Regions from separate parts of the Urocitellus parryii genome. Here region 1 is linked to region 2. The links are chromatin contacts, called in public Hi-C maps. All regions are on one chromosome and are shown on one strand. The core of a region is the stretch at or near the end of the contact, and the rest is flanking DNA. Distances in the headings are between cores, read along the strand shown.

What was found. Hi-C and Micro-C count contacts between places; a contact is called where the count stands out from the background.
Region 1: a contact with region 2 is called in a Hi-C map of muscle, with 4 times the contacts expected there. The contact joins the promoter of Slc16a11 here to the promoter of Ybx2 in region 2. A contact is called at or near these places in 2 of 2 Hi-C or Micro-C datasets (liver and muscle).

What each region holds. Positions count from the first base shown.
Region 1 is chr7:130,277,363-130,282,479 of mUroPar1.hap1, reverse strand. Slc16a11 (solute carrier family 16 member 11) reads right to left here and starts at 1,953. Exons shown (of 5, transcript XM_026382278.2): 1 at 1,882-1,953; 2 at 1,090-1,297; 3 at 682-825; 4 at 1-506. The coding sequence starts at 1,291.
Region 2 is chr7:130,005,260-130,010,289 of mUroPar1.hap1, reverse strand. It overlaps Ybx2 (Y-box binding protein 2), which reads right to left and starts at 3,043. Exons shown (of 9, transcript XM_026390459.2): 1 at 2,742-3,043; 2 at 1,980-2,043; 3 at 598-631. The coding sequence starts at 3,021.

The sequences.
Region 1 (5,117 bases), core at 704-3,203, 270 kb before region 2:
AAGGGGCACCCAGCCCTGGTCCGCCAGACACCCACAGACCAGTCGGGCACCCGAATCCCCCACTGCAGCCACGGCCACCACCAGAGCTGCCCCGTATCCCCCCAGGCCTCGGTCTAAAGCGTGTGGGGCCAAGTGCACGTAGGGGACGAAGTACCCACCCCCAATCAGAGCTGTACCCAGAGCAAAAACTGAGAAGGCCCGATGCTTGAAGAGACCCAAGCCGAGGGCAGCTAGAGGGTTGAGGGGTGGAGCCTTGGGGTCGCCAGGGAGGGACAGGGGTCGCAGCAGGGCGCCACAAGGGGTGAGGTGGAATGTGACAGCGCCAAGGAGGAGCAGAGCGCCCCTCCAGCCGAATGTGTCAAGGAGGAGCTGCAAGGCAGGCGCCAGAAACAGGGAGGAAACCCCGTTGCCAGTGAGTGCTAGTCCCACAGCCAAGACCCGACGGCGAGAGAAGTAACGGGAGAGGGTACCGAGGGCAGGGGCAAACACCAGAGCCCAGCCAGCGCCTGCGAATAGATAAAGTGAGATTAAGGCAGGTTCCAGGGATGCCTGCCCCAGCATTCCCAGCCGTGCTTCTTGCAGAAGCCCCCCCCCCACCTCATTCGTTATCCCAATTCCCAAGAAAGTCCTATCCCCACCATCACCCCTGATCATCACCCCGGGTCATGCCACTCCCCTCACCAGCGAGGAGGCCCAGGCCGAGGTAGAGGTGCAGCAGACTTCGGGCGAAAGCCGATAAGACGAAACCCAGCGAAGTAAGGACTCCCCCAACCATCACCACCGGGCGCGCCCCCCAACGTGTGCTCAGAGCGCTGCCCACTGGGCCTAAAAGGGGTCGAAATCAACGGAAGACACGCTCCTGGACCCCCAAACTCTCTCCAACACTTCTCATTGGCTATTTGCTTGGCCTCAAACTCCTCCCTGGGTCTAATAGCTCCTCCCCTTGACCTCAAGTCCCACTCTTCTAGAACTTGGTTTCCATAATCAGTCGCTCATTCTCAAGTTGTCTAGTAATTAATTGGATCTCCCATCACTATACTCACAGTTCCTATACCCTCTTCCCACCCCCCACCTTGGGCCCTCCCTCACTGGCTGCTTGCTGCATGGCCAAGGCCAGGGCGCTGACCCACGCAGTGTCCTGGGCGCTTCGGTCAAAATGCTCGGCGAGGTCAGGGAGAGCAAGGCCCAGGGAGCGTAAGAGCCCGTAGGAGAGCCCATTCACCGCGAAGGCCGAAAACGCCACCACCCAGCCCCAGCCCCCGTCCGGGGGTCCAGGCGGCTCGGGGGTCATCACCGTCTGTAGGGGTGGGGAAACAACTGTGAGCGAGGTCTCCGCTCCTGAGCGTCCTCTTAGGAGCTAGCATTCCTGAGATCCGTTCTCCGGCTGCTCTCCCAGGGTGGGCACGTCACCCAGAGCGTGGGTGAGGGAAACAGGCCTAGGGACAGAACTCCTGGGTGCTCGAAGGGAACCGGGTTGGGGAACAGCTGGATCCCCCAAGCCGCGGGCGCTCCCTCCCACACACACCCTTTCGCCTTACCCGACCTCTCTAGGCTGTGGGGGGAGGGGAAGCTCGACCGGGTTTTCTCCCCGCTTCCCGGGCGGGCGGGGCCCCGGAATGGAGCGACTGCAGAGATGGAGCCCAACTTGGACAGGTCCTCTCCGTAAACAGAGATCACCACAGGGGCCTGAGCCACCTGGGACGCGGGAGGGGTACCGAGGGCGGGGGCAGGCTGAGACTGTCAGCCAATCCGCCGAGCCGCGGGTGAGGCCAGACGCTGAGTCCCACGGGGATTGAATTATCCACACACAACCCCCAGCCCCCGGTAGGGAGCGGCCAGGAATAGATGTCGCCTCGCCCCGCCCCGCTCACGCCCACGCACCTGCCACCAGCTGCGCACAGAGGAGACGCGTGGATTGCAAATCCTTCGCAAAACCAGGGGCAGCTGATCACATGTGAAAAGAGGGATGGTCCCCGGAGCCTAAGGAAACGAGTAGTTCTGTTCACCCAAACGTTGCTGAGGATCCAGTAAATCTAGGATATCACATTGACCTCCAGTGGGTGCCTGCTTTGTGCTCAACAAGGGCATGCCCTCAAGGAGGAAGAGAAAGGAGAGGACTCCCTAAGATGAGGTCCAATGGTATGCAGTGCACTTTTTACATGTTATCGTTTCATCCTTACAATAACCCTATGAAAAAACTGCCATCCCCGTTTTACTGTTGCAGTAACTGAGGCTCAGAGAGGTTAGGTGATTAGTCCCAAATCACTCAACTAAAAAAGAAAAAAAACGGGGGGGGGGGAGGAGGAATATTTTAATTTGGATCTGTCTAAATTGTGGGACCATACGAGAAGAACAGACCTAGAAGTGAAACAGAACCTGCCACGGTTGAGAGAAATATCCTGAGAAATAATTTGATGCAAATTACCCTGGAAAGAGCAGAACCTTCGCAGGGCCAGAGAATTTATGATTCTAACATAAGGGAGTCTGAGAATAGAAGAGATCTTTGCCTTCAGGAGCTCTAAAGAAAGACAGCCTAGGATTTTAAAATCAAAGAGATGAGAGAATTGAGCCCAACTATTTGATTTCTTGAAAAACTATACAATAAGCATCCTTTTTTAACAGGTCAGGGTTGTATTACTTCAGCTGTTTGAATCAAAAGATGTGTTCTTTGGTTTAATTATTAAACAATACCATTGAAAATTCAGCAACTTGTAGATTGTAGCCTGCATCAACCGATAACCACATGGTGGCAGTGTTTCCTAATTGCTGAGAAAGTGCCTGTAAGGAAAAGAAAAACAACTGTCTTAAGTTGTGAGACTGTAAACCTTAAAAAACCAGAATGACCTTCAACGACTCTCCATTGCTAATTCCTCTATTTTATGTATAAGACTCTTCATAATAATCAAAGGTGTATCTGTCTAAGCTACCTTCCCATTACAGATCCCTCCTCAAGCCTTACTTGCTCCCACCTGCCCTTAGCTACTTACCTTCTCCACCGACATGCCTAGCCTTTTCTCACTTCTGGCTTTTGGCATATGTCATGCATCTGTTTGAAATGTTCTGAATGGGGTACAAGAGTCTATGAAGGTTTAAAGTCCTGCCACAGACACCTTGGGAAAGTGGCCCCACCGGTTTTCCCAGCTGGTGGGAGTGCTGTTATAAAAGCCACCAGGGTGGTGGAGCCTGCAAGTCCTCAAGCCACCTAGGAGAGCAGAAAGCACTGCTTCCTAAGAAGGTTTGTGAGGACTCTACTGTAAGATAAATGAAACCAATTGAAACAGTCGTCTCCTGTGGTGAAGTAGAAAGAAGACTGGGACCTCTGAGTCTGGGAGGAAAGCTAAGCACTTAAGTATGATGCTTATGAACTCAGAAGGGCATCCCAGAACCTGGAAGTGGGGTGATTTGTTATGAAAAGGCACATTCCCCTTCTACCTCACATTTCCTATATTCTTAGCTGAAATTACTGCCTGTTGCTCATGGAGGTAATTTATATAGCACAGAAATTGAAAGAGTGGAGCCCTAACTTAGATGTTCTGGGTTCGAATACTGTTCTACCATTTCTCAGTTATTTGGTTGTAAGCATGTTGCTCTACAACAACGTGCTGGTTTTCTCATTTCTAAAAAGGGCATAATAATAGAAGCTACCTAATAGGGTTGTTATGAAAATTAAATGAGGGCTGGGGGTCTAGCTCAGTGGCAGGGCACTTGCCTAGCAGGTGCAAGGTCCTGAGTTCAGTCCTCAGTCTCTCTCTCTCTCTCTCTCTCTCTCTCTCTCTCTCTCTCTCTCTCACACACATAAAATTCAATGAAGATTAAATGAGTCACTGTATGTACATGTATAAGTAAGTGACATGGTCCTTGAATATATGTTAGTCCCCAGTGCTGCTGCTGGGACTCAGGGGAGCTAGGTTAGGCTCTCCTGGTACTCCTGCCCGTTTCTCCACCTGGCTGCTTCCACCACTGGTCAAGGAACCCCATTAGTCTGGTGAGTTCTCAATAGAATCATGTGAGTTATAAAATGTGAATATCTATTAAGAGATTAAGTAGAAATTTTTGTTCTTTTTCTTTGAGGCGTTTTGTTTAGTGTTTCCCAAAGTTTATGAGAAAATGGTGGTCTCCTTATTACGACTCTATAAAAAAAAAAGAAAGGAAGAGTAAAAAAGAAAAGTCTTACTTATTATTTTACACCAAATATTTATAGACACCTCTCATGCCTGGCACAGTGCTTAAAACTGGGAAGACACACACACACACACACACACACATATATATGATACATTCTCTCTTCCCACAGCTGCCAAATCAAATCAGAGAAACAGTCACATAAAGAAAAGAAATGCCAGCACCAGGAGAGGGACATAGACATGCAGAGTGGTGCATGGGAGGAACTGACTCACTCAGCTTGGGCCTGCTGGGAGGCCTCACAGAAGAGGAGCCCTTGAGTTGGGTATTGAAGGATGAGTAGGAGTTTGCCAGATGGATGAGTGGGTAAGGGCATCCCAGGCCAAGGGAGCAGCCTGTGGAAAATCACAAAGGCATGAAGTAGCTTGGCACATTGTTTATTGTTTGGGGAGCTGTAAATAGCTGCTGTGTAGAGAACAGACAGTGTGTAGGAGAAAAATGTTGGATGGAGATACCTCTGTTGGGCAGAGGTCCTCTCTAAAAGGCCTTGAAGGCCAAATAAAAGAATTTAAATGTTTTTTTTAACTGCTACTTCCCACAAATTTGCACAGAAGTAGCACTCACAAGTATTGAACACTGGATGCAGAAGAGAGAGGACTTAGCTACAGTTGGAGGCAAAAGAGAACCTCAGTGACAAGACTTTTGTGTGGGGGAAATTTCTTTGTTTTTTTAATTTTTTTTTATTTTAATTTTTTTTTTATTGGTCGTTCATAACATTACATAGTTCTTAATACATCATATGAGGGGAAATTTCTTTGAAATATCTTGTTTTATGTTAAAAAATTCATGTGGTATTTTGCATTTGACTTTATAATAATCTTTGATGCATGTTTTCATAGGAAAAATCATGCTCTAAATGACTAGATAAATTTACTATTTTCTCCTTAAGTCTTCAAGCAAAGATATAATGCTCCGGGAAGATGTACATACTTGTT
Region 2 (5,030 bases), core at 1,794-4,293:
GGGAGGCAAGAAAGAGGAAATCAAAAGCAAAACAAAAAGCAGAGACAGTCTTAAATTGCAAAATGGGTAAAACATACTGTGCTTCTTACCTCAATCCCAGAGAGCTCTTTACACCAAGGCAGTGGTTCTCAAACTAGCGAGCAGCAGAATCACCTGGGAGCTTGTTAAAACGGTGCCCAACCCCAAGATCTGACTGATTCGGTAGCTTGGGGCGGGGCCTGAGAATTTGGATATCAGGTGATGCTGCTGGTGGTGCCAGGACCATACTTTGAGAACCACTGCACCCAAGTCTCTTGGACCTGAGTTCTTTCCCTTGGAAAACTGCCTGATTCCTTCCTGTGGTGTTAACAGGTCCCAGTAGGTGGAGAGCATGTAGTGCCCAGAGGGCAAAACACACTGACAGCCGTTCAGTAACCCAACACAATTGGGGCTAATGGTTGATACAAGCACCTGAGGCAGATGGGAGAGTGGCTATTTCCACGTGGGCAGTGGCTATTTCCACGTTGAGGAGCTGGAGAAGGACTGTAGCTAAGGGTTATGGGAAAGGCCTTCAAAGAGAGGGCCGGTTCCTCCCCTCAGAAAGCCAACCTAGCTTACCTGGTGAACAAAGACATCCTCCTTGGTGTCATTCCTGCAGAACAGGATGGGTCGTTAAGGGGGTGATTTTAATAAGACACTCAGTTCCACTAAGGCCTCCCTAGCTGTCCATTCCTAAGATTGGTGGCCCATCCTCTTCAGATTTCAGTTACTTGGAGCATAGACAGGACCCCCAAAAGCTGGTATAGAGAGGTACACCTAAAACCTCAGTGAAAATCCTGGTCTTCATGAGACAGGAATGGAAGAGAAGGCAAAGGCACCTTGAAAGAGCTGGGACAGCTCTTTACCTACAGAGTGCTCCACCTTCTACCCTAGGGCACCTTAGAACCTGCTGGTGCAGGCTATAACTGTTTCTGGCCAACCCCCCACCCCCAGTCCCTACTGGGACTGGAAAATTCCACTATCTCCTTTTTACTTCCAAGGAGCAGGCCAGAGGTGCAGAATGACTTTGGGAAGGGGACAAGGTGTCAGGAACTTGTTCCAAACAGCCACAAAACCTTATGTTCATACTCAGCCTGGAAGTAAATCCACAGTCTGGTTCCCTCTCAACATACAGAGGGACCAAGGATGAGAGAAAAGAATATCCATTCTCTATCATTACCTTGCCTACAATCCTAGTTTATCCTAGAACCCTGTAGGATGAGGGAGAGGAGAAGGACTCTTCACAGGAGCCTGCCTTCACCAGAACAAATGTTCCAGCTTTAAAAGCACTTGGATCTGCACAAAGGTCAGCCTGCTAAGAGGGAACTAAGGCCTCCCAGGAGGGCTTGGCTGGGCAGGGTGCCCGGGCTGGGGAAGGCTGCACTTGGGGGCTCTGCTCAGAATCCACCACTACAGCCTCTCCCAGGCTGGAAGGGGAGGGGCTGCCAAGAGAAGAGAAGCAACAATCTCCGGCTGGACTACCTCCTTCCTCCCTCCCCCTACAGCCAGTCTCAGTCCCATCAGGTGGGGGATTCAAATGAGTCACAGCTCTTTAAGGGAGACGAGTCGTGAGGGTGCCTCAAGTGCTTCCCTTAACAGGAAATCAGTGAAGATTCTAGCCCAGAGCCCTGAGGTAGAGAGAGCGCCATAATTCCACCCCCAAAGTACAGCAAACTAAAAATAATGAAAATTCCTGAAGGTGAGACAGAAGCTAGGAAGGTCAGAACCAGGTTTGCCAAGTTCCTGGATCATTAATCCTCTGCTTGCCCTTGAAGATGTGGAGGAGGCTTCATCTTGCCACTAAGCACACGTTTGTGCTGTGGTTAAAGACTCAACCAGCGTCAGCTGGACATTGCAACCATGTGCCTTGGCAGGGGTAGAGATGAGGTTGGGAAGGTGTCCAGTCCCACAGACCAGTTCGAAGACACCCATTCCACCCTCTCCCTGGGTTCCTCGGATACCTGTTGATGAATCCGTAACCATTCCGGACGTTGAACCATTTGACAGTGCCCAGGACTTGGATTGCTGCCAGGCAGAGATGCAGTGGGGATAGTAAGTGGGGGGAAGAGATGGAGTTGGACTGAGTTTTGAGACACTCCAAAAAAATCTAACCTGCCTTCCTATTAAGCTTATTTTCAAGACAACTAGGTTTCACTATTAGCTTTAAGGTATTCTTATCCCAATTCCACCAAATTGAATCATCCACACAGGAGGCTTAAGCTTTCAAAACCCAACTCTAGGGCATGTTCCTCTCATGCTATATAATTCCAGGTCCTTCACCTAGAACCGGTACTCACCTGATCCACTGAGTGCCACCCTCAGGTTATAACTCAAGAGCTTTTCTAGCCCTCCCAATGTAAGGGTCCCCAGTGCACCTGCTTCCCAAGTCAGAGTTTACCCCATGCTAACGAAGTCAACTGGGCCAAGCCTCCCGCCCCAGAGGCGTGGTCGAAATCAGGGTTTATTCTCCACCCCAAGGCCTTGGCTGAACCTGCTAGCCCTGGCTCTGCTCTGCCCCACCCCTACCCCCACCCCCACCCCCGGAAGGCATAGCAAGATTTCCCTCCAGGGGAATCCACTTTGGTCCGCAGTTCCCAGCTCAGGCCCATGGGCCTCGGGGCCAAGCCCATCTTCGGCTCTCTAGACCCTGTCAGGCCCCACGCTGCCCCTCCCCCAGTCCGCCTACCCCTTAGAGCCGCCCTGGCGCGTGCGCCCCCCCTCACCCAGCACCGGCTTGTCCGCCTGACTCCGAGCCGGGGGCGCGGGGGTCCCCGAGGCCGCCGTCACCGGGTTGCCAGGGGTGCGTGAGCCTGGCGCCGAGGGGGTCCCAGCAGCGGGGCCAGAGGCGGCTCCGCCCCCGCCGCCGCTGCCCGCCCCGCCGCCTGCTTTCTGCGGCTCTCCCGCGGGCACCGGTACCACCACCGCTACCACCCCTGCCGCCGTCGCGGGCACCGTCGCCGCGGGGGCCGCTGTCGCCACCACTGCCGCCTCCACCTCGCTCATCCCGCCGGGTCCAGTACCGGCCCCCGCCGCCACCTCCTCCTCCTCCTCCGCCGCCACCGCCACCGCCCCGGCCCCTCCCCCCGGCTCGCGGACCCGCCGCCCCGCTCGGTCCTCGCGCCCCGAGCCTCGCCCGCACGGCGGCAGCGGGCCCTGAGCCCAGGCCAATAGCAGCCGGCTGCCGCGGCGCGCGCAAGCCCCGCCTCCCGACCACAGGCCAATCCTAGTCGCGCAGCCCCCCGACCCTCACACCAGCCCCGCCTCCTGGACTTCGCACCGAGGCGGAGGCCCCCGCCCGCTGCCCCGTAAGTACACCTGGGCCCCGCCCCTCTTGCGCCACGTGACCTCTCCCAGCTCAGCCCATTGGCTGACAGCTATTTTCCCCTCCCCCCTCCGCCCCTTTCCACCGGCCGCGGGAAATCAAACGGGCTGGTTGCGCCCCCAACCGCCACCTGGCCTCTGCGCGAAAGGCGGGGCCGGGGGCGCTGCTCCGAAGGTTGCCCCTGACGACCTAGGTGGAGCGCGGCTGTCAGCAGCCTTAGGTCGGGCGGTGAGAGGCACTGCTAGCCCTCAACCTCTAGACCGACCTAGCCCAGACCCTGGCAGGCGTAGACGCCTTCTCCGGGACACCACCGTTGATTCATTCTCCTTAGAGGATGTCCCGGCACATGGGGCGACTGTATCTGCTCGCAGGGCAGGCTGGAAAGCACCGCAAAACGATTTAACCAACTCAACAGTTGTTTTCTGGGCCCCTCGTTTTTATTTTGTTTTTGAGACAAAGGGTACATGTAGCACACAAAGCAGTTTTGCTGAGTTTTGATATGTCTATCCATGTAGGCAACACCCTAACCAAGATATGTTTTCCTTGCCCCAGGAAGTTCCCTGGAGCCTCTTCCAGGTAATTCCAGCATCTTCACCGGTCACAATTCTAATGTCTCCCACCGTATTTCTCTCACGTCTATGTATGGGGTGCTGAAGTGTCTGGTTTTGGCACATGCAGTTTCCTCTGCTTCCAATGCGCTCCCCCACCCCGTGTCTGTTAGAGTGGCTCTCTTCAAATATCAGCGTACATATCACGCCTCACTATCACATCATACATTATTTTTAATGCACTTTTGAAAATATGAAATGATCCTATTTGCTTATTAATTCTACTCCAACCCTACGCACATACGCTAGTGCACAATGCTCAATATTTATTGAATAAATAAATGATCCCCAATTCACAAATGAGTAGACAGATGACTGGTGCGCAGCTGTCTCAGGTTTCTTGAAGCCCGAGAAGTCCGTCCTAGGAGCCGCAATCTCCCTCCCTAAATAATGAGGCTCTAGAAGTCGCTCCTCCAGAACGCCCACCCGGAAGGACGCGAGTCTCGCTGGGCAGGGCGTATTTTTGGTTAGGGCAGCGGGTCCCAGAGCAAGACACATGCCTCCACGCGCATCTCGTTCTGCCCCAAGTCTGCTTCCCCAGTGCTAGGCGTATTGGCTAGGGCCCGCGTCCCGCAGCCGCCGCAGCCACAGCCTCTCCCGATCCCGGCGCGCCCTCTGCCGGCCGGTCTTAAAGGCTGCCAAATAGCGCTTCTTTGGCGGTCCACCAGCTACTAGCCTACCTGATTGATGCACACCACCCATCCCGCCAGATGATTCGATTTCCAGGGCATTGGGCACAGTGGACAGAAAAAGAGAAAAGATAAGCAAACGACTACATCGCAAGGCGAGGCGGTGAAGGATACAGAAATGACCACCCCTTCCTCAAACATGTTAAGGACCAGTTTATCTGTGGTAAGCCCTGAGCTTAAGGGAAGCTGAGACCAAGACTGGGGAAAGCAAGCAAGATACCTCATGGGGTGACCTCTGCAGCAAAGAATCACATGGGAAATACACGGAGTTCATTTGAAAGGTAAGATGAAAGGAAGCTCAGATGAAGGGAGTGTGTGTCTTTACTTTCGTAGTGAAATTAAGAAAAAGTCAGGAAAGCAGAGGCATGGGGTATTGCAGGGAAAAGTACCCTT